Regions from separate parts of the Sus scrofa genome. Here regions 2, 3 and 4 are each linked to region 1. Evidence: chromatin contacts called from public Hi-C and promoter capture Hi-C data. All regions are on one chromosome and are shown on one strand. The core of a region is the stretch at or near the end of the contact, and the rest is flanking DNA. Distances in the headings are between cores, read along the strand shown. Region 1 holds the start of EXOSC2 (exosome complex component RRP4). Region 2 overlaps ABL1 (tyrosine-protein kinase ABL1). Region 3 holds the start of ASS1 (argininosuccinate synthase). Region 4 overlaps ASS1 (argininosuccinate synthase).

What was found. Promoter capture Hi-C pulls out the DNA fragments that hold promoters and counts their contacts. Hi-C and Micro-C count contacts between places; a contact is called where the count stands out from the background.
Region 2: a Hi-C map of skeletal muscle shows a contact between it and region 1, with 3 times the contacts expected there. The contact joins the enhancer-like site here to the promoter of EXOSC2 in region 1. A contact is called at or near these places in 1 of 5 promoter capture datasets (fetal skeletal muscle), 14 of 47 Hi-C or Micro-C datasets (embryonic fibroblasts, fibroblasts, liver and 6 more) and 1 of 2 datasets of contacts at active chromatin or transcription factors (skeletal muscle).
Region 3: a promoter capture Hi-C map of liver shows a contact between it and region 1, with 4 times the contacts expected there. The contact joins the enhancer-like site here to the promoter of EXOSC2 in region 1. A contact is called at or near these places in 4 of 5 promoter capture datasets (fetal liver, fetal skeletal muscle, liver and 1 more), 32 of 47 Hi-C or Micro-C datasets (adipose tissue, alveolar macrophages, blood and 17 more) and 2 of 2 datasets of contacts at active chromatin or transcription factors (alveolar macrophages and skeletal muscle).
Region 4: a promoter capture Hi-C map of fetal liver shows a contact between it and region 1, with 2.4 times the contacts expected there. The contact joins the enhancer-like site here to the promoter of EXOSC2 in region 1. A contact is called at or near these places in 5 of 5 promoter capture datasets (fetal liver, fetal skeletal muscle, liver and 1 more), 30 of 47 Hi-C or Micro-C datasets (adipose tissue, alveolar macrophages, blood and 17 more) and 2 of 2 datasets of contacts at active chromatin or transcription factors (alveolar macrophages and skeletal muscle).

Annotation. Positions count from the first base shown.
Region 1 is chr1:270,746,976-270,752,822 of Sscrofa11.1, forward strand. EXOSC2 (exosome complex component RRP4) reads left to right here and starts at 1,559. Exons shown (of 7, transcript XM_013993938.2): 1 at 1,559-1,710; 2 at 3,425-3,526; 3 at 5,412-5,457; 4 at 5,672-5,761. The coding sequence starts at 1,589.
Region 2 is chr1:270,877,313-270,882,831 of Sscrofa11.1, forward strand. All of the region lies in intron 4 of ABL1 (tyrosine-protein kinase ABL1), which reads left to right. Among named protein-coding and RNA genes, the nearest start is that of QRFP, 38 kb to the right of the region's middle. Within about 2 kb of position 2,914, at least 17 of the 83 cell types and tissues checked have an H3K27ac peak or open chromatin away from gene starts, as enhancers often do. A contact at or near this core is called in mesenteric adipose tissue, omental adipose tissue, retroperitoneal adipose tissue and 1 more, where this site is marked.
Region 3 is chr1:270,531,369-270,536,904 of Sscrofa11.1, forward strand. It overlaps ASS1 (argininosuccinate synthase), which reads left to right and starts at 66. Exons shown (of 15, transcript XM_003353686.4): 1 at 66-255. Within about 2 kb of position 3,928, at least 4 of the 83 cell types and tissues checked have an H3K27ac peak or open chromatin away from gene starts, as enhancers often do. A contact at or near this core is called in fetal liver and liver, where this site is marked.
Region 4 is chr1:270,548,684-270,554,309 of Sscrofa11.1, forward strand. ASS1 (argininosuccinate synthase) reads left to right here. Exons shown (of 15, transcript XM_003353686.4): 5 at 247-303; 6 at 2,292-2,366. Among named protein-coding and RNA genes, the nearest start is that of ASS1, 20 kb to the left of the region's middle. Within about 2 kb of position 3,613, at least 1 of the 83 cell types and tissues checked has an H3K27ac peak or open chromatin away from gene starts, as enhancers often do. A contact at or near this core is called in fetal liver, where this site is marked.

The DNA of each region.
Region 1 (5,847 bases), core at 309-2,808:
ACGAATCTGACTCGTATCCATGAAGATGTGGGCTTGATCCCTGGCCTCACTCAGTGGGTGGAGGAGCCCACGTTGTGGCGTAGGCTGGCAGCGGTAGCTCTGATTCAACCCCTAGCCTGGGAACTTCCATATGCTGGTGGTATGGCCCTAAAAAGAAACAAACATAAAACATAATCCCAACGTTGTGATAGGCTCCATAAACCTAAGTGCCCTGAGAATGGGAGGGGTTAAGGTTAAGTCCATCCCTCCTTGAAACTGGATGTTGTCAAGACTATACCCTAGTTTTTGGTATAGATGCACTCCCAGGTCCAGCTGCCTAGTGGACTGAGCTCTGCTGGCTCAAAGGACAACACTGCCCTCTTCTGGCAGAGGCCAGGCTCAGCAGATGAACCCTTAAACTTTCTTGGCTCTAGTCCATTCCTCCAGGCAAGGAAGAGGGCAAGTATCTGGCCTGCCCCTTTACTGATGACCTGTGGGGCCCTAGAATTTATTTCATTGACTGCCTCCCAGGGTTGGCTTTCTTGACAGATGTAGTTGTGAGCCATGCTTAGGTGAAAAAAATGCTGTCCTTTTGGAGGTGTATTTATCTATTGGTCTGATGGACTTTCAGAGGCAGCAGACCTGATTTACCAAGCTTAGCGTGTGGTACTGATGTGAGTTATTTCCCTTAATCCTCTTTAGAGTCCCTTGTATGAAGAATTATCATCTCCAGTTCCCTGAGGTCGAACTCTCTTGTGGATGCTTTAAACCATGCAAGGCAAGGGTGAGGGAGGGGCTGGTGGGAAGTGGGGAGAGGGATGGGGAAAATGCTTCTGACCCAGAGATAAAACCACATATCCACCTATCAGTTCACCACTGAACCCTCAGAACAGCTCCTGGTTCAATTCGCTGCATGAGTAAATATAAGCAAAGATTCTCGTATTAAATAGGCACTTGTCCTTCCTTCCAAATACACCCACCTGCCAAGGTCCGAATGTTTTCTTAGATGGTTTCTCGAATTTTCAAAAGAAATATTAGGGTTAATTAGCTCACTTAGGCAGAACGGAATCAGCACCTGAAGCATTGTTTGGGGGTACAGGTGGTGGTTATTCCTGAAGCAGCAGACACGAGGCGGAAGTAATGCAGAATACAGAGGCTACTAGTAACGGTTCCCAAAGGGGCTCAGATAGTGTTTTCTGTAGATCCCATTGCCTGAGCAATCTCATACCTCCCTCACCCAAAAATCAGATTTTAGCAGCTTAGAGGTGGGAGGAAACGCAAAGGTCCATTTCTCAATTATCTCTAACCCTGGAAAACAGTAAGTGGCATGATGATTACAAGAGGGTTTTGGCAAAAAGTCAAATGCCAGACAACCTGAGATTGTACCATTCGACAAGTGCAGCCTCGCCAATAGTAAAGATGGCAACTCGGCTCCTTCCTTCCCTTCGCATTTACCTAATGGTTGCCAATAGCCAACATGGCCGCGAGTCCGTGAGTTTCCATTGGTGGCTGCTCTGAGGCCCCGCCCCGCGAGCGAAGGCAGAGAGTTGCTGAGAAGGACGGTAAGCCTTCGGGTTGGGCTGCGCCTGCGCAAGTTATTGGCGCCAAGATGGCGATGGAGATGAGGCTTCCTGTCGCTCGCAAGCCTCTTAGCGAGAGCCTGGGGCGCGAGACTAAGAAGCACCTGGTGGTGCCGGGGGACACGATCACCACGGACACAGGCTTCATGCGGTACGTGGGGTCGTGGGGGACTCTGGGCTATAGGAGCGGCCGCACTGCTCTGCACGTGGCTTGCTGGCCGAAACCTGGGCCCTCCGTTCTCTTTCCCCTACGCCCTCGCGGTACCCAGGGCACATCTGCCGACCATCCTAGTCGCCTCGTTTTCGAAGCCTCGGGCTTATTGCTCCCTGCCTTGTGTGTGTCCCCGTCTGCTTTGCCCCAGCCCGCCGACACCCTCCTCTCCTGATCTCCGTGACTCTTCATCGCTCTGCCTGAGACCCAAATTCTGGGCCTTCCTCGTTGGGAAAACTGGGGAGGGCTAGGGGCCGGGGCCTCTTAACAGTTTTCGACTGAGAGGGACGGTGGGCGTTTTTGACATGTGCGCCTTCTCCCTCAGCATCATCTCTTAGCCAGGTGCATGGTTTTGGAACTAGTCATGGTTTGGGTTTAGAGCATGCAGGTATGTTGAGTTACATGCACCCAAATGTACAGCTTTGAATCTGAGGGCAGGCTCTTGAGTTGGACAGCTGGGGTTCCTGACCTCTCCCACGTCAGTTTCCTCATCCCTAAAATAGTGATATTAACTATTTAACAGGGTAGTGAGGATTAAATGAGGTGACGATTAAGGAAAGAAGCAAAACTCACCATTGTATCACTGTCATAGATTAACACTCGTGGATGCTCAGCCTGTTTCCCCCTTTGGGGAAAAGTGCTTGTACAAATAGGAGAGGTACAGCATTGATACATTCGTTGCCCTTTAGCCTCTTAGTTTGGGGTTATTGGATCCCAGGAAATCTTACGAGTCAGTCCTTCATTTGCTCATTGTGTATGTACATCATGTGTGGTTAGGGCACAGCACTGAACAGAGGGGAAATCTCTGTCCTGGTGGAGTTTACGTTCTCACTGGAAGAGACATAATAAGCGATAAGCACAGCAAACGCATAAGTGATTCAGAATATTTGGTGGTAAATGCAGTAGAGAAAATAAACAGTCGAGCAAGGTAAGCAGCATAGGTGGGATCGTGGCAGCAGCAGGGTGGGCGACATGAGAAACGGGATGGTGACGAGGGACAGGTGGAGAAAGTGACCTTTGGGAAGACTTGAGTCAGACAAGGAAGTGGTCCATGTATCCCTATTAAAGAAGGAATGTTTTAGGAAGCATGGCACAAAAATCTGGCTTTCAGGCAGGAGGAGGCTGTTAAGTTTGAGGAACACATTGTTTTTTGTTTGTTTGTTTTTTAAACTTTATTATTTTTTTATTTTATTTATTTATTTACTTATTTTGCTATTTCTTTGGGCTGTTCCTGCGGCACATGGAGATTCCCAGGCTAGGGGTCGAATCGGAGCTGTAGCCACCAGCCTACGCCAGAGCCACAGCAACGCAGGATCTGAGCCGCGTCTGCAACCTACACCACAGCTCACGGCAACGCTGGGTCTTTAACCCACTGAGCAAGGGCAGGGACGGAACCCACAACCTCATGGTTCCTAGTCGGATTCGTCAACCACGGGAACTCCTGTTCTTTGTTTTTAGGGCCGCACCCGAGGCTTTTGGAAGTTCCCAGGCTAGAGGCTGAATTGGAGCTACAGCTGCCGGCCTACGCCGCAGCAATGCCAGATCTGAGCTGTGTGTGCGACCTACACCACAGCTCACAGCAACGCCAGGTCTTTAACCCACTGATTGAGGCCAGGGATTGAACCCTGTCCTTTGTGTCTTCCTGTTGCCACAGGGGCCATGGGACCTATATGGGGGAAGAGAAGCTCATCGCGTCTGTGGCTGGCTCGGTGGAGAGAGTAAACAAGCTGATCTGTGTAAAAGCTTTGAAAACCAGGTGAGAACAAAAGGTGTGTATTGTGGCGTCAGAATTGCACAGCCAGGTCCTTTCTGCCACAGCATACCCCCTCCGTCCCCCATCCCTGCCTGCCCCATCATTCTGTAGGTCTGTGATTTGGAGCACGTGACTGAAGGAGGGGGATGGGTGACCACAGGTAGGTTTGGGCTTCAGAGGTTTCCCTACGTTACCTGACCTCCCCAAGCTTTGGTTTCCTCCTCTGCAAAATGAGACGTAGCATGACCTACCTTGTAGGATTTGCCCTGGAATGCACTGGAACAGTGCATGCAAAGTACTCACACAGAGCCTCCTACTCACACAGAGCCTCCTAGAAGGGCTCAGTTAAGGTAGCCCAGGAATATAAGCTAGTGGGGCTGGAACAGAGGGAGCAGGCGGGGTGGGGGATGGCAGGAGTGGTAGGAGCCTGCGGCCTGTGAAAATTCCCCAGGGCTGGGATTGAACCTGCACCACAGCGGCGACCTGAGCTGCTGCAGTGACAATGCCAGATCCTTAACCTACTGCGCCACCAGGGAACTCAACACGGTAAGCATTTTTGACTTGTACTTTGTGAAATCTAGGAAGCCACTGGAGGAGGTAGGGCAGAGGAGGGATCTGGTCTGACTTCTGTTTAGATGAAATCACTCTGGCTGCTGTGGGAGGACGGGGCAGGGGTAGGGCACTGCTGACCTAGACTAAGGTGATGGCAGTAGGAGTGGGCAGAAGTGGCCACGGTGGCATGTATTTTGTGCTCTGAGTGTTTTCATCATGAGAAAGTGTTGGATTTTGTATTCTTGGGATTTTCTGTACTAGAAGACCATGTCTGTGAGAAAAGAAAAGATAGTTTTATTTCTTCCTTTCCAATTTGGCTGCCTTTTATTTTCTGCCTGTATTTTAAAGGTAGAGGCGGTAGGCTCCATTGCTGGACTTGTTCTGCAACATGAGAGAAAGAGAGATTGAGACTGAGAAATATGAAGGGTTCCTTCAGGGATTCTGGCTTGAGCAGGTGGAGTTGCTATTTCCTGAGATGGTGACAACCAGGAGCGGATCCGTTTGCTGTGGGGGAGGGAGGGGGGCTGCTGGAAAGCTTTGTCTTAGGCGTGTTTTGCAAATTCACACCAGTGGAGGTGCTGGGTAGCCAGCAGTCGACTAGAGTCTGGAATTGAGGGGAGGGGTACGCTCCTCGGGAGTATGTAAAGCCGCCTGGCTGGATGAGCTCAGCACGTGAGTGTGGGCTGAAATGGGCGGAGGCCCAAGGACTGAGCCTTCAGTCTGGAACACTACATCAGTAGAAGCGGGACGAGGGACTGGCAGCCAGTGGGTGAGTGAGACAGCGAGTAGACTGGTTTGGGTGATGTCCTGTCCCCTCTGGGTTCCAGAGCCCAGCAGAAAAGAGTCCATGCTTACCATGTTCATGCAGTTAACAAAGAAAGGGTTTCAGGCTTAGGGAACTACTTGCGATAAATGGTTTAAGACTAGTTAACAGAAGGAGTTCCCATTATGGCACCACGGGTTAAGGATCTAACTGCAGCAGCTCAGGTCGCTGCTGAGGTGCAGGTTTGATCACCGGCTGGGCATAGTGGGTTAAGGATCCAGCATTGCCGCAGCAGTGGCTTGGATTCGATCCTTGGCCTGGGAACTCCCATATGCCTGCCGCAGGTGTGGTCAAAAAAAAAGAATGGTTAACAGAGGCTGTATGTATAGGAATGTTTTGAAGCTATCAGTTCCTAAAAATGAGTCTAGAGTGTAGTTAGATAAATTAAATAAATGTGGTGCCTAACCAAGGCCCCCCCGCCCCCCCAGTCTGGTTTAACTGACCTTCCCAGTGGGATTTGGTCTCATGTTAAAGTCTTTTCACTACTGGGTGACCTTTTGTTTCATCTTTCAGATATAATGGTGAAGTGGGGGACATTGTAGTGGGGAGAATCACGGAGGTAAGTCAAGTCTGCCAGGTTGGTTTTCCCAAAGTAGAAGCAAGCTGGTGACCTAGTGAATGGGATCTTCGTTCTAGATGCGGTTACCTGGCCGAGGCATGTGCCGTGTTTTGGTGTAAATGGTTGGTTGGTTACGTTTAGGGTTATCAGTTGTTTACAGTGTGCGCTCTGGCCCCCGGGTATGTGTCCAGGTTCGGGGTTTCTTTGTCTGTAGGTCCAACAGAAGAGGTGGAAAGTGGAGACCAACTCCAGGCTGGACTCGGTCCTGCTTCTGTCATCCATGAACCTTCCCGGAGGAGAGCTGGTGAGGGTCTCCGGTGGGACTGGACGGTTGGTTGGCGAGGGCTCTGGGGTCCTTTGCTTCACCCACGTACTTGCTTTCCACTGAAG
Region 2 (5,519 bases), core at 1,664-4,163, 130 kb after region 1:
CCTGTGACCAGTTTCTTACAGAGTTCCCCAGTGTATGTGTGTTTATATTTAAACACACACACACACACACAAGTGATGCATAATCTACACAGTTCTGCATCTTGCTTTTCCCACCTAATCATATATTTTGGAGATTGTTTCATGGCAGCACATTTGGAGCTGCCTTGTCTCATTCTCGTTAATGACTGCATAGCATGGACGGACCATCATTTATTTAAGCAGTCCCCTGCTGGCTGACTTTTAGGCTGTTTCCAGTCTTTTGCTATTATAAATAATACTGTTATGAGGTGGATTTCAAACCTTTTTAAAAAATCTCAGCCCACCGTAAAAAAAAGGTTTAGGTCACCCACCCAATACATGTACTAGTAACAGAAGGTTCGTGAAACCCTACTTACTCCCGTTGTATGTAATGCACTCTGATGTTTGGTATTCCATTCTGTCCTGTTGCTTTTTTTTTTTTTTTTTGATTCTGGTCATAATCCACTCATTTATTTCACAGACTCGCTAGCAGGTTGTGACCGTCATTGTGCATACTTCTTGGCAGACTCCAGGCGTCTGCGAGATAAGTTGCTAGAACTGATTGACGGTTATGTGCATTTCACATTCGTAGAGATATTCCCAAAGTACTTTCTTTAGCAATTGTACAAATATGTTTTCTCACCAGCAGTGTTGTGCGAGTGTGTGTTTCCCTATATGCTCGACAGCAGTATTTTATCAGACTTGCAAAGACATCTCTGTCGGTGATTGATTGGTAACGATTGTATTTTGTTATGTTTAACATGCCTGGGTTGTGTGTTGAGTGCTTCCTGTGCCATTTACCAAATTCATCTTTTCCTGTGTATTTGAAATATACCAAATTTACCTATGAATTTACTCTGTTCTCTCTATTCATATGCCAGAACCAGACTTTTCATTATTACAGCTTTATGGTGTGTGTGTTTGGCCACACCTGCAGCATTTGGAGGTTTCTGGGCTAGGGGTTGAATCCCAGCAGCAGCTGCAGCAGTTTGGGATCCTTTAACCCACTGCGCCATGCCAGGGATTGAACCTGTACCTCCACAGCAACCCTAGCCACTGCAGTTGTATTCTTAACCCCCTTCGCACAAGCAGGAACTCCTAGCTTTATAGTGTGTGGTGTTGATCTTGTTTGTTTGTTTTGGTTTTGGGGGGTTTTCTTGGCTGTGCCTGCAGCATGTGGAAGTTCCTGGGCAAGGGATCAAACCCATGCCACAGGAGTGACAATACCAGATCCATAACCACTAGGCCACCAGGGAACTCCTGTAACATGTGATACCTGATAGCTCTAGTCCCCTTTTTTTAATCTTGCTAACATTTTCATGGTTATCCCCACATGTTTACTCGTACCATACAAATGCACAATGCATTTCTTTCTCTTTTTTTCTTTACAGAGCTGCACCCGCAACATATGGAGGTTCCCAGGCTAGGGATCAAATCAAAGCTGCAGCTGCCCGCCTATACCACGGCCACAGCAATGCGGGATCTGAGCTGTGTCTGCGACCTGCACCACCACTCATGGCAACACCGGATCCTTAACCCACTGAGCAAGGCCGGGGCTCAAACCCCCAACCTCATGGTTCCTAGTCGGATTCGTTTCTGATGCGCCATGATGGGAACTCCAGATTTTTGGGGGGTTTGTTTTTTGGCATTTCTTTTTTCAGTGTGCTTATCTGTTGATTTTTCTGCATCTCCACATCTCAGAGTCTTCTGGCTAAAGTCCTTATTGCCAGTATCGGATGCTTTCTGTTGTGGCACATGTCCTTCTACCAGCACCAGAGTCTCTGTGACAGACAGCATAGTCTGCTGTTGACGTGCGACCAGAGGTCGGCCTCATCAGCTTGCTTTTCAGGTCATTGTTCCCATCCCGTGGGTAGAACTGAGACCTTCCTTCTGCAGAAGACATGCCAGGGTGCCGAGCCCTTGGACACCTAGCCTTCAGACCGCAGGGCTGCCTTTTTAGTGAAGCAGGACACCAGAGGGCACCGCTCGTGAGGGCGGTGGTCTCCTGGAGCCGACAGCTTGCTTCCCGTCTGCACTGTCTATCCACGGGCGAGCCGTGCGGCACCACAGTGATCAGGGGAGGCTTGTGCTGAGCAGGATAAGGGTTTCTTTTCCCTGGAGTTGTGTCATCAGCACCCTTGGAACAGATGCAGACGATGCATGATCTAGGTCAACTTGTCTACCTTGTCCCGCGGGGGTGGGTCTAAAGCATTATTAAAAGGTGGCGCGCAAGGCCCGCATGGACACATGATTTGCAGAATTTGAGTCACCTGATGAGGAAGCCAAGCCTCTGTCTGAAAGCTGGTGTGCACCAGGTAGGTTCCTTTCATTCCAGGTAGAGCACAGGGCACCCCTCTCATCAGGCCGGGCAGCTCATCCAAGTGTCTGAGGCATCTTGCCTCCGCCCGCCCTTCCTGGCAAAGGCTGCCTCCAGCTGTCCGAGCACCTGGAGATTTCTCAGCCCACGGGGTCATCAGGCCGACATCTGCAGAGGCTCCGCTCTGTGAGGGCCACTCTTGAGGGGGCCCCGTTGGGTGGGGTCATATTCCTGGAATGAGTGGTACAGCATCTGAATGGGGGGAGGTGTTACAGCAATGCGTGAGACAGTGCGGCTCGGCTTTGCAAAAGCTGCTTACATAGCAGAGCTTTGATGCAATCGTTTTTGGATTTCTAAGGGGAAAATTTAAAGTTTGGTGGGAGGGACAGCCTGGGGTTGAATAAATTTGATTCTTATTTTCAAATTAGCTAATCTTTAGAAAACAACTGATTTAGAGATTCTTCTCCAAGGCCCCAAAGGATTTCTTTCTGCCTCCGCCCTCTTGGCTCTGGTTTACCTTCGTCCTCCTGTTCCGAGCTTTCAGCAGCAGTTTTGGCTGGTCAGTCAGCCCAGGGCCATCAGCTCAGGGCCCAAAGCCCAGGACTCTTGGAGTTTCAAGCTAGACTCTTGAAAGGACTGCACCACACAGACCCATTGCTGTTTCCTGGCAGTCCGGGTAGTCTTCACAGTGTTCAGGCACCCTGGCATTTGGTTTTCGGTCTTGGTGCTTTCTTAAAGTTTGGAGACCTCTGCCAACATAACAGAATTAAAGTCTGATTTTCCTCTTCCACCTCCCATCCCCGGTCATTGTTCAGTTCTGGTTATTTGTGTCTGTATCATATTTACTCGGGTGGGGTGCCTCTGCCAAGCCCCACGCTTCCCTTAGCCCCCGATAGTCTTTCCTTTTCTTCCCTTCTTCAGAGAGATGCCCAGTTGACACTTACTTTCACGGTCTGTTGAAGCGACAAGTTCAGGTTGACAGGAGTGGGATTTGGGCTTAAGCTTTGGCAGAGGTGGCAGGACAGATACCAACTGTGTAAACCAGATTTACCCACCCTGACCCTGGCTGGGCAGGCACAGGCATCTCAGTGGAAAGCCTGCCAAACCATAGCTGACCTTCCCTTGTCAAGGGGGGCGCATTACTCTTAAGTGGGGCCTAACTCTCAAGGACTGCCTTCCTGCTGGTTTCTGAGTAGCTTGGAGGGTGGGGTGGGGTGGGGGGGTTACTTCCTGGCCTTGCAGGCTGTAAACACTACGTCCAGGGCTGGGGGCAGGGGACAGACCTCCAGGGTCTGAGGTAGCCAAAGACTAAGCTCCCGTAAGCCTGTGAGTCTGGCTGTCAGGAGGAAAGCTGTTTCTGGTGAGTTTCTTTGACAAGTCCTATCTTTCGGGTCCCTGCATGATTGGGAGGAGGCACAGCCCCGGCTGAGCCCCCAGAGTGTTTACGTAACTGGGTGCGTAGCACAATGACATGCCGTTCATAACACTGATTTCACTTTCTCTGTGAACGTGCCGTGCATTCCTGGTGAAGATCACCCAGTTCACTAGCAAATGCGGCTCAAACACTAGCACTACTCGGAAGGAAGCCACCGGAGCCGCCTGCTAGAAGATGGCTCTGCGGTACATTTAAGGGAGAGTAGTTTCAATATTTAATACGTGTCGGTATGTAAATTTTATGTTGAAAGATGAACTAAGTCTCAGGGTCTGTAAATTTAATTATTGAAAAGGATAGAGTTTGCCCACTCAGTGAAACCTCCCATAACTCTGCAGTTTCTAACAGTGGAGCCTGAGAGGGAATCAGCTGAGACCAAGAACAAATTCTGCATAAAGTAGGGCTTGGGGGAGCCATTAGCATTCTGTGCCATTGCGTGAACTTGATCTTTGGGCTGGGGAGTGCTCCTTTCAAGCTGACAGGGAAAGATAGGTAACGAGCCTTGCTCCCAGGTGACCTGCCCGAGAGCCCAGCAAGCAAAACGGGCCCTTTTGCCTGTACTGTGCCAGTGCTTTCCAAGTGGGGGGTGCTCTGCTTCCAAGGGGTGCCTTCTTGGGATGGCTCTTCTCTCCTCTCCTTTCGTCACCCCTCAGTAGGGAAGATACCCATCAGCCGAGGGCCAGAGAGAAGAGGGCTTGGAGCATCTGCAGCCTGCAGTGAAGCAGCTGGACACCTGGCAGACTTTCGAGAGAGGGGCTGGGATGGGAACTCCCCCCGCATCCCCCACTCCGTCTTCGTGAGCTGTTCTTGCCTTGGTAGCCATCACTAACAAGAGGGCCATGTCGGCAGCAAGTGGGTGTCGAGAAGGGTAGGCTCAGCGGTGTCCACCTCTGCCTTCCCCCCAGCCCCCACCCTGTACTCTTGTACCCACATTCAGGGGCCCGAGTGTGACTCAGGGCCCCTCCTTAGAGCAGGTCACTTAGAGGCTTCTCCTTGTGCTCTGCGGTATGAAAGCGGGGACTCCTGGGGGGCCGGCTCCTCACCCTGAAAGGTCCTCCTTGCAGAGCTGCCATCTTCCAGGGGGACAGGTTGCCCAGGGCTGTGGAATCTTTCTGGACAACTCTGGGGTTGCTCAGAATTTTATGTTAGTAGAATTGCTACAGAAAGACTGTAAATTATAAACGTCTAAGCCAAGGCTTGCTATTGTCTGATGTTAAAAATTTTTTTATGTCATCTCCGTAAGCAAAAAACGGAAAAAAATCTCCTTTAAGGAATCCTGTTTACCCTCTTGAGAGTTATAGATGGGACCAACTTGTATACTTATTGTTATTTCTCCTTTTTAAAAAATATTTTTAGGTGTTCCCGTCGTGGTTCAGCGGCTAGCAAACCCAACTGGCATCCATGAGGACGCAGGTTCAATCCCTGGCCTCTCTTGGTGGGTTAAGGATCCGGCATTGCCATGGGCTGTAGGTGTAGGTCACAGACACGGCTTGGATCCCTTGTTGCTGTGCCTCTGGCATAGACCAGCAGCTATAGTTCCGATTGGACCTACGGGGCCCTAAAAGACAAAAAGATAAAACATGTATTTTTTATCATCCGATATTATAAATACATAGAAAGTAGTGGAGCCCACCATAGCCAACAGGCAAGGCCTTGGCCCTGACACACGTTTCAGGCTCCTCCTTCCTTTCTCTAAGTAGTGACTGACCTGTACCTGCTTCTCCCTCTTGCCTCAAGCATCAGCACTGTCCC
Region 3 (5,536 bases), core at 2,678-5,177, 210 kb before region 1:
GGCAGGGGTGGGGAGGGGCGGGGCGGATAAGGAGGGAAGGGGAGGGGCGAAGGGGGAGGGGAGGCCCCGCCCACCCGCAGGTGGCGACGTTCGCGGAGCTGCTCCTCGAGGGGGCCGGGCCCGGGGGCGGGGCCTGTCGCGCGCGTCCCCCCACTTGTCCCCTGCCCTCGGCCCTGCCCCCGGCGCCGGGCATATAACCGGATGAGCGCCGCAACCAGCCCTGGTCCGCCGCCTGCCTCTGCCGCCTACCTCCCGGTAAGGAGTCCCCTTCGCACTCCCCAGCCTCGGTCGCCCTCTGCCCGGGTCTCACCGGAGGAGGCGGAGGGGACCGCGCGCCCGGGGCTGGGATCTCGGCTGGAGGGAAGGGGGCCGATGCCCGACTCCTGTTGCTCAAACACCTGGCGGCCGGATTCCTGGGCCGTGGCAACTGGAGCCGGGACTTGAAGAGCCCCGGGGTCTCCGTTGGAGCAAGTCGCCTCGAGGCCGAGGTCCTTTCCGGATTTTCGTTTTCTGATCCGGCTTCCTTTATACCTCGAATCCTGTAAAAATGGAGACCTTGAGAATCCGGAGGGTTGGGGGTCCTCTCGCCCCCTCTCTGATCCCCAGTTTCTGTCTCTGGCTCTCTTTAGCTCTGCTCGAAACCAGAGTTCCAACCTCACCCTCTGCTCCTCGCCCCCGGGGCTTGAACATCTGGGCCCCTCCCACAGCCCAGCTCAGTTTCCCCAAGTTAGATGGGCTCCGGGCTCCCCGCGGCCCGCCCGGGTGCCTTGGGGGTGGCTGAGCTCCCTCTCCTGCAGGGGGCGTCAGTCGCCCGGCTTTGCCTTCGGAAAGGGATTTGCGTTCTTTGGCCGGTGGGGTCGGTGGCCTCGCTCGGCCGCGGTGCCGGGTTTCCTGCTGGCCTTGGGCCGTGGGAGGGACCGCTCTGCAGGAAATGTCAGTCGCCTTGGTTGCTGTTGCCTTTGGCCCCTGGGGCGCTGCGCCCTCCCGGGAGGCAGAGTCTTTGTGAGACGGAGGAAACTGCTCTCCTGTCCCGCCTGGGCGCTTCCTGAGGCCTCCCGTGACCTGGCCACCTCTGCGAAGTGGGGGCGTCTCCTCCGGCGCAGCGCCCGTCTGGCTGCACATCTCAGGCAGGAACAAACCTGTCCTTTCCCCAGGGATCAAATGGGCCCTAGGCTTTGATCCCGCCCCTCCACGCCCAGACGGGTGACAGGAGAGGGCAGATTCTGGATGCCAGCGGACCCCAGCCCTGAAGGCAGACGTAACTCCACAACTGGGTGAGGCTTTGGGTCAGCCTCCGCGTTTTCCAAGCTTTGGTTTCTCTATTCGTCATGGCTGGCACAGGCTCAGGAAGCAGGAAGAGGCTGTATGCTGTTGAGAACGGTGCCCATTCATCCACTGTGGGAATGGCCCATCTGGGGGTGCCATGCTGGGGGCTGGGAGCAGGAGACAGGGTTCTGGTGGGGGAGGGAGGTGGTAGAGGCAGAAACAGCTGCAAAAGGGATGGGGAGTTTGATGATGGATGGGAACTGGAGGGGAGTCCGTTCTAACTCCCCCCTTCCATCCTTCTCACGGCCAGGGCAGGGGGACCTGTCCCAGGTGGAGCCACCTGTGCGTTAGGCTGAGAAGTAATTCTGGCAGAGCTGAGTGCTCAGGAGTGAGTGGAGAATCCTGCCCGCTGAGCACCTAGACCCCAGGCCACGCGTGGCTTAGGGTGGAGGAGGGAGGCCCCCGCTGAGCACAGTCTGAGCTCCCCGGAGTACCCACATGTGCCCCCATCAGCTGCCTACCCACCTGGGCTTGTGTGGTCACTTGGCTCCAATGGTAAACATTTTCCCTGGTCCAGGGCCCCCCCCACCGGAGCCTGACTCATGGGGGTGGGATGGGGGCAGGTGCAGACTCACCTGCTGTGCAAGCACTTTCTGTGCCCCCATCTCATCTTTGCCCCGTGGGTCTTGGGAGGCAAGCCAGACAGTCAGATGTCTTGATCAGTGTGCTGAGCATGCAGCTCCCGAGGTGAGTGCCTTGCCTATGGGCATCCATGTGCAGAGAGATAAGCTCTCTGGAATTCAAGGTCTATGGCTTTGCTTTCTGCTGAAACACTTGGGGCAAAGTTGATCTTCCAGTAGGGCAGGTGCCCTCCCAGATGTGGGTTAGGCCAGTCAACATAGCAGAAGAAACAGATGAATGAGCATGTCCTTTCCTCCATAACCAAACGCTCCTAGGAGAGGGTTCGGGTGCCTGTCCCCGGGGCCTGGTGAGATCTGCTTGGTCTTCCTACCTCCTACCTCGGGACAGGCTCATCCAAACTAGAGACTCTATCTCCCTAAGCCTAGGGACCCCCAGTCCTGGAGAAGGAAGATTGCTGGTATCTCCTAGAGAACCTGGCATTCCTGATTTGATTCTCAGGCCCCAGAATTTACCACCAAAATCCAGCTCTGTGCATAGCCTCCGGCAACCCTACTGCCCTCAGCTCCCTCATCTGTCAGTTGGGGAAAAAAAACCCTTCCCCTGGGCCTCACCAAGGGCGCAGATGACATGAGTGGATGCGTTCAAACTAATGATCAGGCTGAATCCTGCCAGCACCCCCTCCTGGTCAAAGTGTGGAATTGCAGCCTAGGTCTCCCAGAAGCCCATGAGGGCAGCAAAGGGGTAAGAGATGCCCTCTAAAATGAGCAAACCCTAAGTCAGGGAGAATTCTACGGCTGGGTGGAGACAGAGTTTTAAAAAGTGATAATGATCTCAGCCGCACTGAGTTAGAATGTGAGGGAGGGGTTCCAGAGGGACCTTCACGTGGCCGTAGCCATGGCAGACAGAGAAATAGAATACAGACGGGTGATGATTCACTGGGGGCTTTGGTCTTCTGGCAGACAATGCAAGTGAGGGAGGGACAGGCTTTGGTCCCCTGGAGGCCAATGAGCAGAGGACAGAGAGCAGTAACGAGGGGGTGGTCTGTAGTCAGCCTGGGTTCCACTCCCGCACAGCCGCCCGAGAGGCTCGAGACCAGGGCAAGGCACAAAACTTTTCTGAGCCTCGGGCTCATCATCTGTAAACAGGTGGTAATAATAGTCCCCACCTTGAAATGACGCACGTGTGGCACTAAACATAGTAACTGCTCTTGTCATCCCTCTGGCTTTGACATTTTAGAGCCGTGTGGATTTTCTTAGCGCTGAGCAATTGCCCAGGCTGGCCCAGCACGTTCACCAGGAGCTGGCTGAATGGCTCTGGCCAGGGCCCTGGGGAATGCCCCCCGCCTTGCCAACTAAGGCCAGGCTGGCAAGCATCTTGGCTTGCGGCCCCCCTCTTCCCTTCCCAGGTGTCCCTCACCTGGAGCAGGATGGCTGGGCTGGCCCTGGGGGCATGGATGTTCTTAGTGGTCATGTGCCTGGGAGTTTGCCCCGTGACCTTCTTGGGGTGAGCAGGGTGGCAAGGCTGAGGCTCCGGTTGGCTGAGTCTTTAGGCAGGAAGCCCAGTGTCCTGGGGTGTCAGGACAAGAATGCATTCCAGGTTGTTTTGTGGACGGTGATACCGAGGCCTGGAGAGAGCGGGGCTTGCCCTAGACCAGCTGTGACCATGGTAAGGGGAGTTTAGTGGGCAGAGGCATGGTGCCCGGCTCAGGGCTCTGGGCTCCTCCCAGAATCTCTGAATCCATGGTTGCTGTGTATGGGGATGGGCGGTTCTGGCTTGCATCCTGCAGGGGAGCACTTACGCTGCTGCTGGGACCCAGGTCTGGAGGACACAGCCCCTGTGCTTTGCCCAGAGTGAGTGCTCACTGGCTGGACAGTGGCTGCTTTCCTCTCCCTTCCACTCTCCCTCCTGCAAGCGAGGCCTCAGCTTCATTTAGCTTCTGCCGGCTGCATCTGGCTGCAGCCTCATCACACGGGGACCTTCCGGGCCCAGGGAGGAGGGCCCTTCACCAGGAAGGCGGGAGCAATACCAGGTCAGATTGCATCATTTTCTCAGCCCATCTGCCCAGCTAGGCTCCGTATGTGCACATGCAGGTCCAAACACGCCACCCACGTGTGTGTGCGTGTGCGTGTGCGTGCGTGTGTGCAGATGCAGGTACATGCATGCAGTCTCAGGTACACACTCCCAGGAAAACGCAGACACACACAGACCCGCCCCTGCCCTCAGGCACATGCTCCGGGGGCATGCATCCTATCACGTGGCTCAGACCCAGAGGCTGAGGCCCTCGGTACCGTGTGCATACGGCCTGGCCGGAGGAGGGGTGGCGGATGAGAGCGTGCATGGAATTCCATCCAGACCCAGAAGGGATCTTAATCCTCTCTTTTTATAGGTGAGAAACTGACCTCCAGGCGGTCGAATCAGCAGGGTTGTTCCGAGTGCCTGTCACATGCCCGGCACTGAGAGATGGTCCCTGCCTCCTCGGGCTCACAGTGGGGGCGGGGCAGTTAGACTGCAGCATGATTGTGCTGTGCTGTGATGGGCCACGCATGAGGCACAGGGGGGTCACAGAGGTGGAGCAGGGCAGACGCAGTGGGTCTGTCTCCATGCCCCTCCCCAACCCTGGCGCCCATCCTCGGCCTCTGGTGCCTTTGGGAGGTGGCAGAGCGGGGGTGACTCTTAAGAGCCGGCTGAACCTTGGGCCCACATCCTCTCTTTCTGTTTCGAGCCCACCCCAGTCACTCCTGGGTGTCTGAGTCACCTGTGGCTTCCCGGACCACACCTCTCCCACGGACCCCCTTCCCCGATCCTCCCCAGAGAGGGGTAGCCTTGTACTCAGGAGACTTGAATCCTGGCCCTGCTACGACGTACCAGCCAAGCAAGGCCTGGAGCAAGTGCCTTAACCCGAGCCTCAGTATCTCTGTCTCTAAAATGGGGATAACGCAATAACACAGCTTATATGGATAAGTGCCTTATCTTGACTGTGGTGATGATTCCTAACTTGAATCCTTCCTACATCCTTCCCGCCTCCTCCCCTCCATCCTGGATGGCCTGTTGCCTGGCTGTGGTTGCCATGGGCACGTCTGCTGGCCCCCACCCGTCCAGGACAGCCTGGCAGGTGGTTAAATGCCCTCAGAAGGGGAGACCTGTGGAGATGCATCAGAATTCCTCCCAACCTCACGGTTCCATGAGGTGTTTCCTCTTCCAAGTCCAAAGGGCAGTGAGAACATGTGGGCCCTGGGACTGGCTGATGGGTGGCCCCGTCAGATGTCAGGGGCTGCACAAAAGATGAATGTTCTTGGGTTCTGCTGCAAAGGGCTGGGGCACCGGGACAGTGCTTTGTCTCTAAACCTCCAGGCACAGGGAAACTCTTCCGTACCCAGGAGCCTGCATCCTCGTGTGTGTGTGGGGAAGGGGGGGTGGGGGGAGGGGGGGGCTCACATGGATCTGTGCATAGTGTCCACAGCCTTTCCCAATAAGCGTCTGCTAGGGACACTGACCTTGGCCAGACTCCAGTGTAAACATTCACAGCAGACACAAGCACGCCTGCAGTAAATGCAGGATGCTGGGGCCATGGCCCTGGAGGCTACAGCCAGATGGCCTGGATCCAAATCTGGCCCTGCCACCTGCTGAC
Region 4 (5,626 bases), core at 2,363-4,862, 200 kb before region 1:
CCTCTGTACTGGGGGAGTCCCGGGTTCGAGTCTTGGCTACACCTGTGGGGCAGAAGCGGGTGTGTCCTTTCCAAGAAAGGCCATTTTTTACTTTTCAAAGGGGCTTGCCATCCCCACCTCAGAAGGCTGCGAGGTTGGAGGTCAGCAGTTGTGTGGGAAATGGGCAGCCAGGGCACGTACCATGGAAGGTCCCGTGGCACTGCCTGTGCCGCCAGCCCCCTAACCAGCCCCTGTTCTGTGTTTCAGGGGAACGACCAGGTCCGGTTTGAGCTCAGCTGCTACTCGCTGGCACCCCAGATTAAGGTAAGCTCTTGCTCCTCCCCTTTGAGGGTGGATGCTGGGGCCTGAGGCCCCTGGTGGGGGAGAGCAGAGATGGGGTTCTGGAAGGTTCCACAAACCAGGACCGCGTGCTCCTGAGCCTTGTGGTGGGTGGCGCCCTTCTTTCCCATCGCGAGCAACCCTCCCTCACACCAGCCACAGGGGGACAACACTGTCTCTGACCACCTGTCCTTCCTGGAGATGCTGCCTGGGTCCTGGGTGGGTCAGGCACTGGAGGAAAGACATGGCTGCCCTTCTGCCAGCATCCTTGCCATCCCAGATCTGGCTTCCTGCATGCAGATAAGACCGTTCTGGGACACAGGTGGCTGATTTCTGGGCCACTCCCAGCCCGCAGCCCCAACGGGCACTGCCCCGCTAAGACCCTCCTCCCCCTGCCCCCCGCCTGCTGCCTGAGCCCTGACCCCCCACGTCTTAGATTCTCCCCTGGGATGAAATCCCCAGGATCAGGCCCACAGGCGTCCAGTGCCCAGGGCCGAGCAAGAGAACCAGACTGAGCACCACCAACGCAAGCCCCAGGGGCGACTTACCGTTTTTTTCTAGTGACAAAGCGAGATAAAAAGCAACAGGTGACATCCTCTTAGTGATATGTGTGATTGAACCCTATGAATCCAGAAGGGGTACATTCAACTCGTGATCCCTGTTGAAATTGGGGAAACACTCTCCTTTCTTTTGGCACTAAGTCTTTAAGACCCGCTGTGGACCCTACGCTGACAGCTGTGACCGGCTGCAGTGCGGGTCCCGCTGGCCACACGTGGCTCCTGGCTGCCACCTCGGACAGCACGGGCAGGCGTGGGTCCCTGCTCCTCTGAGGCCACTTCGGCCAAAGCTACAGCCGACATTTCTCACCCCCACCCCACCCAAGCCTCCAAGGGGCCCTCAGGGGTTTCATTTTTTCTTTTAAGTGGAACCTCTTTCTCTCTTTAACCAGTCGGCAGCTGCTTTGAGGGGCGGGGAGTGGCCCGGAGGTGAGCGGTAATGAGCTCTAATGATGTGTTTTGACCCCAAACACCAGGCGGCAGAGAAGCCCTGGACAGTGGCTGCCTGTCTGCGCCGCGGGCCACAGGCCGATGGGCACGGGGCCCTCCCCTGACCCCCACCCTCTGTTCCCACGGCAGCTTGGGGGGCCAGGGTGTCTGATTTCTGGGTCTTTGTCTGCCGAGGCCAAGCCCAGGGGTGAGATGAGGCTGGGAACCAGGGTCTAGCAAGTCTCCAGAAACTAGGATGAGGCCGGAGGGTGTTCCCAGTGCTGAGCCAGGCCCAGGCGCTGCTAAATCCAAGACTGGGGGGACCATCGCTCCCCCAACCCCCCCACCCCCAGCAGCTCCCCAGCTCAGAAATCAAGCCAGATTCTATATCTACGTGACAGCATCCCACCCACAGATGCGCTGCTGCGGGCAGAGGCCAGGCCCTGGCTTGTTCCAGGGCTGAATGGGGGCTTCTTTTCCCTGACACCCCCTGCCCCCAGGCTGGTGGGATGAGCTTGGTCCCCTTACTCAGGCTCTGACTCCCCGTTTCCCAACCCAGAGCAGCCCCAGGGTGTGGAAGGGAGGGAGGCCAGAGGAGTTGGGGGGCCAGGGGGGCGTTGTGTGCCGTTTTGGGCCCACTGCCCTGCAGCGGAGCCAGGCTGGGCGGCTGCAGCAACGTGGACCCTCCCTTAGTCAGCGGGGGTGGGAGGTCCTGCCTCTCTGAACCGAGGGGCCAGCGAGAGACTGGAGGCCTGTCTAGTTCAGACCCTCCCATCTCAGTTGGGGAGACTGAGGCCAGAGGGGTGGGGACTCGGGCCTCTCCAGAGCCACCCTCTGGGGTGGCAGGCCGTGTCACCCCCTCCCCACTAAAGGGGTACCCCTGCCCACACCCCATACCGTGACCAGTGGAGCCTTCGGCCCCTGACCAGAGAGGCCAGCTCTGCCCCTTAGGGGTCCTCCTGACCCGACTCCCTGTTCCGTGCCCAGGTCATCGCTCCTTGGAGAATGCCCGAGTTCTACAACCGGTTCCAGGGCCGCAACGATCTGATGGAGTACGCGAAGGTAGGGCCCGTCCCCGCCATCAGCCCGACCCTCACCAGCGCCCCCTGGCACCTCCCTCCGAGGGGCCTCTCTGGGCTGGAGGTACGAGGCTGAGACAGAGTCCCTCGCGGGGACACTGAACCTTGCACCTGTTCCCCGGGGCCAGCCCTGCCGAGGTGTGGTCCCTGCCTGGGTTGGTCGCCCCCAAAGGGAGCCCGCAGTCCACCGAACAGGAGGCTGCCGGGTCCCCTCTGCCTCCCGTTCAAACTGCCACCTCTGTGGTGCCTGCCACTCCAGGGACGGATGGGGGTGTGAGCGAGGCGGTTCTCTGCCTCTCAATTACCTGCCTAATTGTCCCCAGCGCTTTCCCAGGAAAAGGTAAGGTGCTCTGAGGGGCAGAGCCAGACAAAGACTTTTGTCACACCAGCCCTTTTGAAGTACAAGTTGCAATAAAACATATTAGAAGTTTTGCATCAAGATCCTCGGCCGCTCCCCAGGGTACCTTTCTTTCTAGCAACTCGATGGCAGCTCTTGACAAACAGCCTCAATCAATCAGACGGGGGAAAGCAACTCGGTGCACACACCAGAAAATTGCTCAGGTTTTTAAATAGCAGTCGCCAGGGCTGGCTGTGAGCTCTTGCCGCAGCCAAGGTGCCGCGTGGTAGGGGACACGGCGGGGACACAGCCCTGCCCCTACCGCCAGCATCCCATTAAGACCTGGAGAGCTCAGAGGAAACGTCTCCTCAACCATCTGTTGTTTTATTATTAAGAGGGGAGTTTACAAGAGCAAGCCCATATGTTGCCAAACAAATTTTCAAATAGCAGAGCTATTAAGAGAACGGGGTGAGCAGCTTCCCCCCCCCGGCTTGGTCTCCTTGATGATACAGAATATGGAGCACATTTGAGCTTGAAGCGTAATGAATTGGGGGCCCCTCCCCCGACCCCATGTACATTCTCACGCCTGCAGTTGAGGCTCAAGAGTGGGCTGGGGGGCGGACCCACACGTGGTCCTTCATTTCCGAGAAGCTCTCAGACAAAAGCAGCTCTTGGGTTTTCCAGACGGATTGCAGGAGAATCATTGCTCCTCCCCCGCCCCCAGATTTTGGGGAGAAGGCCCGTGGCTCAGCCTCTGGCTCAGATAACCTTGCAAAACAGGAACGTTTCCCCAGGGAGGCGAGTGTGGGTCCCCCGCCTCTGACCCGCCCTCGGAGGCTGGGGTCAGACCCGAGGTCTGGGGAAATGCAAGCGCCTTCTAGGTCGGGGCGTATCTCCGCACCCAGGAATGACCGGAATAACTGAGCAGCAACCAGACTGGGTCCAAAATCCAGAGCCAGGCAGCTGCTTCAGCCGAGACAAAAATCAATGGGGCTTTGAAAAGCCCTGCTTTCAAGACCCAGAAGTCGCCAAGGCCAAAAGGTGCTGCTAGGAGACTCCAAAAAAACAGGCATTTGTGTCACTGTCCATCTCCCCCCCTTTCCCAGGCCATCGTCCAAGGTGAGGACACTCAGCCTCACCCCAGCCTTATCATTGTCACCATAATTTTTTTTGGTAGCCGGCATGCAAGGTAGGGGGCTGGAAAGCTGGGCAGTCTCCTGTCTATGCATTGAAAACAGTTTTGTTTTCAGTCGCTTCCAGAGTTTCCGGTGTGTGTGTGTGTGTGTGTGTGTGTGTGTGTGTGTAGGCAGGGAGCTTAGGATGGAGAGGGGAGGGAAGACAAATCTCTGGTGGAGGGACTATTTTCGGCTCTTGCATCTAATCTCCCCCCCCTTCTCCTCTCCTTGCGCCGACGGAACCCCAGTGGGAACAAGAGGAAGCAAGAGTGCTTCCAACCGCCCCCCCAAGGAAAAAGGCTTCAAGGCACCTGCCTGCTGGTTTTCCCAGCCCCCAGCCCTTGATTCCTCTCAGTGGGGCCTTTGGTCCACCCTCCTGCGCAGGCTCCCAGACCCCACCCCAGGCCCACTCTCCCTGGAGACAGCACAGGGGAGCATGCGGATTTGCCTCTGGGCAACTTTGTGGGGGTCAAAACTCCCCCCACCCCACCGTGGAGCAGCCTCTAAATGAGGTCTTCCATGTGCCCAGGTGGTTTTATTTTGTAGATTTTAAAAGATGTTTTAAAATTATAATTGATTTACGATGTGCTGTCAATTTCGGCTGTAGGCTCAGGTGGTTTTAAATGGAAGTGTATACAAACTTGAGCGTGGATGTGGGCTCTTTCTTTTATTTTTTTAAACTATTATTATTTATTTACTTATTTTTAGGGCCACACCTGAAGCGTATAGACGTTCCCAGGGCCAAGGGTTGAATCGGAGCTGTAGCTGCTGGCCTACGCCACAGCCACAGCAACATGGGATCCAAGCCGCATCTGCAGCCTACACCACAGCTCACGGCATCACCGGATCCTCAACCCACTGAGCGAGGCCAGGGATAGAACTCGAATCCTCATGGCTCCTAGTTGGGTTCCTAACCCGCTGAGCCACAACAGAAACTCCGAGGGCTGTTGCTTTTTAAATGAGACTCCTGGTAAAGCTTGACAAAAGTCCAAGGCGGGGGTTAACCTAATTTACTTCGAAATTTTAAAGTGATGATGAAGGCAACAGCGCCTCCTGGAGGAAGCTTCTAGAACCTTAGTGGTGGGGATGAGCTGAGTCAGGGCAGAGTCCCATCAGGAGAGACCGGATGATGCTGGTGGAGGCTGTGGGGGCAGGGACTGGCCAGGATCTGGGACCCCCTGGGAAAAGGTGCTGTAAGGGGGCTTGGAGCCAGGGCGTCGGATCGTGCTGATTCACAGGGGCGGGGCCGGGCCGCCTGGCTGTCCTGCGTGCCCAGCTAGCGGGAGGGGAAAGCAGATGGGATGCGTGTCTTGGACCCAACCCGTGTCGATCGGAGCAGCACCGGGCAGCGCAGGAGCCAGCGGCCTCTTGAACCCAGAAGGCCTTCCGAGGGTCTCCAACAGCCTTTCGGGTCCAGGGTCTCCGTGGGGGTGGCTTTTCTCTTCGCCCAAAGGATCAGATCGTTTGGGAAGGAGAGCGTAATCGGAACCCACGGGGAGGGTGGGGACTGAATCCTTATCAGGGCTGCGGGGTGAGGTATGTGGCGACTGTGCCAGGCAGCAGGGGAGACGTGGCCCCATAAAGAGCCGGGCCACAGGTATCCTGAGCCAGCAGCTCTCCTGGGCGCCTCTCGTTTCCGGGAGAATGTGGGTACAGATGCCTTGGTTGAGAGGCACTGTGGAACTGGGGTCCCTTCCTGCTCATAGGGTGGCGGTGGGGGTCAGCGAGCGG